Regions from separate parts of the Anas platyrhynchos genome. Here region 2 is linked to region 1. Evidence: chromatin contacts called from public Hi-C data. All regions are on one chromosome and are shown on one strand. Each heading gives the region's core, a stretch centred on a gene start, on an enhancer-like site or on the middle of the called end of the contact. The rest is flanking DNA. Distances are from core to core; before and after follow the strand shown. Region 1 overlaps BTRC (beta-transducin repeat containing E3 ubiquitin protein ligase). Region 2 overlaps BTRC (beta-transducin repeat containing E3 ubiquitin protein ligase).

Region 1 (3,493 bases), core at 720-3,219:
CACATTTATGTTGGTATCTGGTATCTGCCTGCAGTGGCTCAGTTTGAGAAAATGTAATTTTTTCTCTACACCTGCGAATTTTGAGTTTGCTTTGAGATGCTACAAAAATGATAAGTGCAGCCACATTTTTTTCTAATTGATAATGTCTAGGCCATACCAATTCTTCACAAGTTTTTTTTGTTTATTTTTGTAAGGGTCAAAAGTGTATGCCAGTGCTTGAGGGGAAAGCTTACATTTGTGTGGTGTGGTGTCGTTCAGTGGTACTTGCCCTTACCTTCCACGCAGTGGCCTCCCAGGCCCTTCCCAGCATCAAACCTTGCTTTTTTCTCTGTGTGGCTTGTATTAGGACACATACATTTAACAGAGACTCATGAAATGAAGAGGAGTGACTTGCCTACAGCAACTCAAGAAAGCAGTGGGAGAGTTAGGAATAAAACTTGAAAGACTCGGCTCCTATTTTCCCTTCTCATTTTTCCATTGTACTGCCAGCTTTCAGTTTATCAAGAATTAATAAGTAATAACCTGTGATTAAAAAAGGCCTGACGCTCCTTCTGTCATTAGCTGTTTCTCTGTCTTCAGCATTGTGCAGAACTCAGCAGGGTTACACCTTTTGAGTTTCACTTTAGCTGAGTTACTCAATATTTAATGCTGAAGCAGAAACAGCTAATTCACAACTGGAGGCGAGCTGTCAGCTGCCTTAGGATGTTTGTCAGCTGCAAGGTAGGGTGAGGCAGCAAGACTTTTGTACGCTGGGAAACTTGAAATTTTCAACAACTTTTTCATTTAATTTCTTGCTACATTTCACGTTCTGCCCATGGCTGACATGAAAATCCTTCAACTGCTCTTAAATTACATTTTAAAACAGAGAACAGTTAATTATAGTAATCTGGGTATTTATAATCACTTAGAGAGAGAATTTCTTCTGACACTTGTTTCTCCTGAATTTCAGACAAACTAGCGGGTGTATTCTGAATTATTCATGTGGCAGCAAAAAGCAAAGCAAATAAAAAGTATGGACAACACTACCCAAGAGTGCTTTGGATGAGACCAGATAGTCACATCTTAGCATCTCTGGCTCTTCTGTTCTGAGGGTGCTAGAGGGAGCTCTAACCCCTCGATCAAAGGAGCAGGCTGTGAGTGGTGTGTCTGTCTAGCTTGGTCTCTGGTAATAAATCCTGAATTCTCTTAATATTTAATTTTATTTGGCATCAGAAAGTTGCATATGTTGTTTTTCAGGCGTGATCCCAAATTGCTTTTTCTAGATGAGAAGATGCACGTAGTATATTTTCAACTATACGAATACTAGGCTAAATACAGGCTATTGTGAACTCCCTGAAAATACAGGAAAGAAACGAGATGTATCACTGAAGTGTTTAACAAATAACATACAGTGGTAAAGTCAAATGTTCCCATATACTTGTTTTCACAGAGGACAGCAGTTCTCACCATAGAAAACCTATTTATATTTGAAGGAAAATATATTGAAAACTATTGTAAGGAAAAACTACTTCACTCAGCATGTAAGTGGGTTTCAGATGTTTAGCCAATTATTATAATAGAAATTAAAGGGTTGGTGATTATTAGATAAATTTACAATAGGATGCATCGAGGCAATGAGGCTGGAAGAGATTTATCACATGATTCACTCAACGCTGATTCCACTCTTGATGTGATAGGAAAGTAACACTCCAAAGTGGGATGAAAGGATGCAAAAATACTGGGAGGCTCCCTCCCTCCTTTACTTTGAAGGTTTTTCTGAAAGATTATTGGCAGCTGAGCGGCGAGCCAAGGAGGAATCCCTAGTGCAGTAGGCTGTGACTCGGATTCTGGGCGTGCAATTTGAGTATCAGCTGGTAGGGACCCAGTCTGCTCAGCTGTGAAACTGAATGTGCCTTGCTGAGGAGCTATTAAGGTCCGAGCTGTTTGCTTGGGGTTGCAGAGGATACTGTTTCTCGTCTTTCTTCTCTCATGTACTTTCACTTATCAACAGCGTCTGGCCTAACCCAGCCCTGTGTGATGTGTGAAGACACAGAATTCACTAGAGAATGTCCTTGGTTTCTATTTTTGCTGTCTGTTGCTCAGATAACGAATCTCTTACAGATACCAGTGAAAGAATGGACCAGCCTAGTCTTAAAATAAAAGTCATGTAAAGCTTTAAGCTGGGATGACCACCTGGGGGTCTCCAGTCTGACTGCCTGTTCAGCGGAGGATTGCCTTCAGAGCCAGCCCGATTTGCTCAGGACTTTGTCCACTTGTGCTTTTAAAATCACTCTCTTAACATCCAGAGCTTGTGCCTATTGCCTCTTTTGCTGTCATTATGCACTTCTGCAAAGATTCTGTCTCGCTTTTCTCTGTAACTTCCCCTTAGGTAGTAGAAGACTACAAGGTACCCTCGGCCTTCTCCAGGCCAAACGCATCCCGCTCCTCCAGCAGTATTAGGCATCCATGAATCACTCCAGTTTAGCAAGGTAACATTTGACTGCACGGTTAGCATAACAGCCAGTCTCAAGAGGACACTTATTAGTGGGTGAGAGTTGTGTGATTACCTTGTAGGAGGCTACAAGACAAACCTGTCAAGATTTTGGCTACAATCCACTGGCCAGCCTTGACCCTGACACCGTGTGGGAGTATTTCATGGGCTTCTCCTCTTACAGCTGCCTCTGTGGTGGCTGCTGACAGCAGGAGTGTTGGTATCAGTCAGCGTTAACTCACTAGATGTCCTCTTCTAGACCTAGCTGTGCTGGTGGAAAAGAGCACCACGCAGCCTTCATCTGGCTGCTGCAGGTTGCTGCCCTCCAGGATCTGTCAGCAGAACTGCAGATCTGCTTTCACTTAAGATGAGGTGTTTTAGCTTAGACAGTTTAAATAGCAGGTCTTTGCTAACAAGCTTATTTTGACTGAAATAGGTTAGGCAGTGCTTGTGTGGCCAACTCTGCCAGCAGATCTAAGGAGTACGTTTGTAGTGGGAGTAAGCATCTATGTGACTCTTGCAGTTCTTCTGAAAGCTGCTGCCTTTTTTTTTTTTGTTGCATATCTCTAGTATTCCCTGGAAATATCTAGTGTTCTGCTAGTTGGGAAATGGTATATGACATCCCACGTGTATACATGTATTGATGATTTGCAGTTCTGAATTGCTCGCTTGCTTTGCCTTGGCCAGGTCGTTCAGTGCTCTTGTGCCCTCTCTGTTGGTACAAAGAGCCAAGGAGGAGGCTTATGGAAAATAATACTGCTTGGAGCTGTGCTCTCTTGGTAAACTATCTTGGACGGCTTCTCCTTGATAATAAAAGCTTTACATAAACAGAACTGTAGTGTTTTGAAAATTTCAATAGTATAATTGATAATAATTGCAGGTAATAGATCTCTCAGGTCATTCTCTCCCTCTACTGGGGGGTTGTTCCCAGCGATATTTATTCACAGTTAAGCCATGTTTTGGACCACTCGAGTCCTCCTGCCTGTTCTGGCTACTTTTCTCTCTGAGATAAGGGAGTACTTG
Region 2 (3,646 bases), core at 921-3,420, 34 kb before region 1:
AACTCGATTAAAATACAGACTGCACATGACATCAAATTTGTAATCATTTTTCCACAGCAAGCCAGCGTTTTCTGTATTGGATGCAGGTGTTTAAAGCAATAGTGTGTTTTAAGGGCCAGTGCAGCACAAATTCTGGCCTTTGGGATAATGACAAGTGTTTTGCCTGCATAAACAATATATTTTTTTTCCCCCTGAGGTCCGCGCACACCTAGTTTCCCTCCAGCTCATCATCTCTGTCAGGTTAATCAATAGGCACCGTATGGCAGAGGGTCAGTAATCAGTGTCATCGTGCCTTTAAATCGTGTTGAAAATTTGCTTAAAGCCTGGGCCAATTAACATCGAGATGATGAATGGATGGGTAGATGGGAAGAGCCTGGCGCTCAGGGGCTTTGTGAGAAGGAGATGCTCAGCTGTTGAGCAGCAGACACCAGCGAATAAAATCAGCCATTCATGTGAGCTCAGTCCACCCACTCTTAATGATAATGTCAATCTAGCAAAATATATACACATTGGAGTTGTCATGAGTTCATAAATCAAAGGAGTTTGTCAAAGGCATTCAGATTAACGAGGCAGCAGCAATAACAAGTCAAATTTGCATAGAGAATTGCCCGAATCTCAGTAAATTATGATCCTGTTTTTCATTTGATTATTTGCTAATGTCTCAAGAGGGAGAATGATTATATTAGCATGCAAAATCTACTCCAGAAGTAGAAATCCGAGGTATAGCAGACCAGCGCACGATGACAATTAATCAGTTTCTGCATACTAGCATAAACGCGCAAGGCCCAGAAATGAACTCCTTTTTTTATTATTATTTCTCCTTGCTACTGATCCAAATGGTTCAGCTTGACAGAGACTTTATATTGCTTTAACAGTGTTCTGAATTGTGCCTGCAGGCAAGACATAGTTATGCAGCTATAACCAACCTATCCATCTGCCAACCAGATTGGAATTCTCCTATCCAAGGCTTCCATTAACCCCCACTGACAGCTCCAAACAGGATTAAGAATTTGAAAGCATAAAAAATAGTTGTGCTCCTCGCATAGACACACACTTCTCCCCCACCCCCAGCTCCCCGCACTCGGGAAAAAAAAAAAAAAAAAAAGAAAAAAAAAAAAAGGCTGCATCTGTACAGTTTTATAATTAGTGCCGGGCAGAAGAGCCCCAAAGAAAGCCTCCCCCAGTTGGCAGGGCTTTGATTTCCACCATGACGAGCGAGGCGGTACTAAAGGTAGCTCTGCCCAATTGGTAGTCCCTGGGAGTGCATTTATCCACGTATTATAGCTCGTTCCCAGCAGTGTTTTGCTGGGCTGCGTACACAAAATGCTGCGTGTCATCTCCCATCAAGCGCTTCAGTCTGGGGACTGCGGATGCGTTGTAGCATGGTGTGTTTAGCGGCGGAGGAGGCTTCACGGGGAGAGTTAAATAGTAATAATTTCGTAGTGGTCTTTAAGACAACCTGCCACGGAATTATATTCTGTTAATTACAGGCTGAAGTTTTAAATGCAAATCAGATTTAAAAGGCTCTCATTACAGACAGGAGCCATTTTAGGAGGAACAAACTACGGAGGGCGAAGCCCCTTTTCGCAGGAACCTCCTGCTAAAGAGAAATTGTGAAAGTTACGAGAAATAAGCTTGGGTTTGCTGCCTCCTCTTCCCAGCACTTCCAATGTCATTGTGTGACCTTGGGCAAATCAAAACCAAAAAATTTGTTTTGCCTGTCTGTGGAAACCGTGTGCGCACGTACACGTTACTGATCTCACCACGACTGATTTGGAGACTTTGGCGCTTCTCATCTTATCTTTCTCATCCTTGTTTGAAATAAAAGAGCCTTGAGTTCAATGCAAACAGTTTTGGCCAGTCTGGCTTTAGTCTGCAAAGGAAGGTTATGGGATTTTTTAGTTTTCCCTGATGAAAGAGAGTTTGTATGGCTTTTCAGCTTTCGGTCTGCGCTGGTTTTCTTTGCTCCTTTCACCCGAATAAATTCCATCATTCATCTACTATGTATCAAGCATGATTGCTGCAGATCTTTAATATTCCCGGCGAGTACACCCAAAATACCGTCTGGATACCAAGTGCTCCTTTCCGGCTCTGTGCCTGAGACGTGCGTTTCAGTAACCACGAGAGGGTGCTCGGAGCAGCTCCTCCCTTTGTCTGCCTCTCTTGTGGCAGAGAGCATCGCCCAAGTCCTGCCGAGGCAAACCTTGCTCTGACCTCGCGCATTTTTATCCCTCCTCCCACCTTGTTGAGCAAGGAGAAATATCTCGGTGCCCCGTTTCAGCCGGTTATCTCGTGCTCTTCCCGTGGCCGTGGCTAAGCGTTGCCCTGTCGAGTGTCACTCCCTTCCACGCAGCCACGGTTAGTCCTGAAATACGCAGGGTCTTGTCCCTGCCCCTGGATCGATGGCTTCCCTCTTCGTGAGAAACGAGTGGGAGTTACAAACATCTGTGCTTTTTTTTTTTAAAGTGTGATGACTTTCCAGTCATTCTGTCTTCACCGAGCGTAACTTGCTTGCCGACAAAAAGTGCACGAGCAGCGCTCCTCCGTAATGGGCTGCGCTTGGAGCTGCTGTGTTGGTGCTGTAGAGTGGGGAGACGCCAAGCTGTGAGCCACCATATGCACTTGGCAGTCTTTGTCTGGTCTTTGTTCAGCCAACCTCTTAGCCTTGCCACCTATAAAGATAATGAATGCAAAATGGTCCTCTGCTCGCTCTTAAAATCGGATGCTCGGCTTAAAGAAAAAGGAGATAACTTGATGCTTTGCGGTAGCTAGGAATTCACCATCAGATTTTTCTCCTTTTTGAGATTTTTGGAGGGAGAATCTTAAATGGTTTGAAAGGCAAGAAGGCAAGCTTTCAGTTCCATAGAAAGGATTCTTAGGAGTGGGAAAACATCTTAGCACTTGCAGTAGGGAAGGGGATGACTGCTGGAAAAGCATCCAAGAGGAATGAACAACCCCGTGAGTCCAGGAGATGCACAGCGCCCACCTCAGGTTCCTATGTTTCTCTCCCTTGGTCTTTTTCTCCAAAGCACAAAAATTAAAACCCTCTTTTGAATCCCACCATTTGCTAAATTGTATTTCATGAGTAGAAAAGAGCAGTTTTAACGTTTGCCATTCCTTTTTGGAGATATGTGATTCCAACTGGAGTGTTTTTACGATCACAGTCCTTTCTAGGCTGGATTTAATGTAATAACTTGGTCCTGGCAGGGGCCTCACATGAAAACTTCTAAAAGCTGGCCTCTTCCAGCGATTTATCAGGCCCGTTTAGGATTGATTTCCATTATAAAACCCTAGTTACAGCATCCCAGATATCACGGTGCCTTGCGAGCCCTATATCTCGTTCAGACAAACAACCAAAAAGCGTCAAAGATCAGTAGCTGGTCTGCAAGCCTCGACTTCCACCCAATCCTCTTGACCACTTGATGACATCCCAAGCGTGTGTGTGTGTTTGTTTTCCCTTCCCTGCCTTTTCCCAACAAACAGCTTACATCCCACACCTCCTGGCTGTGCCTTTTCCTCCCCTTTAGCAGAGCTGAGCTGCCTGGACCCCGGCCGATGACCGCGCTGCAGCGGGCACCCTGCTCCTCTGCTCGCCCTGCTTTGCCATGCTGCTGCTCCTCCTTTCACCAACAGACACCACTTCTGC

The links. Hi-C and Micro-C count contacts between places; a contact is called where the count stands out from the background.
Region 2: a Hi-C map of small yellow follicle shows a contact between it and region 1, with 2.0 times the contacts expected there. The contact joins two enhancer-like sites. A contact is called at or near these places in 2 of 8 Hi-C or Micro-C datasets (F1 follicle and small yellow follicle).

What each region holds. Positions count from the first base shown.
Region 1 is chr6:27,466,952-27,470,444 of IASCAAS_PekinDuck_T2T, reverse strand. All of the region lies in intron 5 of BTRC (beta-transducin repeat containing E3 ubiquitin protein ligase), which reads left to right. Among named protein-coding and RNA genes, the nearest start is that of DPCD, 67 kb to the right of the region's middle. Within about 2 kb of position 1,969, at least 4 of the 8 cell types and tissues checked have an H3K27ac peak or open chromatin away from gene starts, as enhancers often do. A contact at or near this core is called in F1 follicle and small yellow follicle, where this site is marked.
Region 2 is chr6:27,501,020-27,504,665 of IASCAAS_PekinDuck_T2T, reverse strand. The region is part of intron 3 of BTRC (beta-transducin repeat containing E3 ubiquitin protein ligase); the gene reads left to right. Among named protein-coding and RNA genes, the nearest start is that of BTRC, 45 kb to the left of the region's middle. Within about 2 kb of position 2,170, at least 5 of the 8 cell types and tissues checked have an H3K27ac peak or open chromatin away from gene starts, as enhancers often do. A contact at or near this core is called in F1 follicle and small yellow follicle, where this site is marked.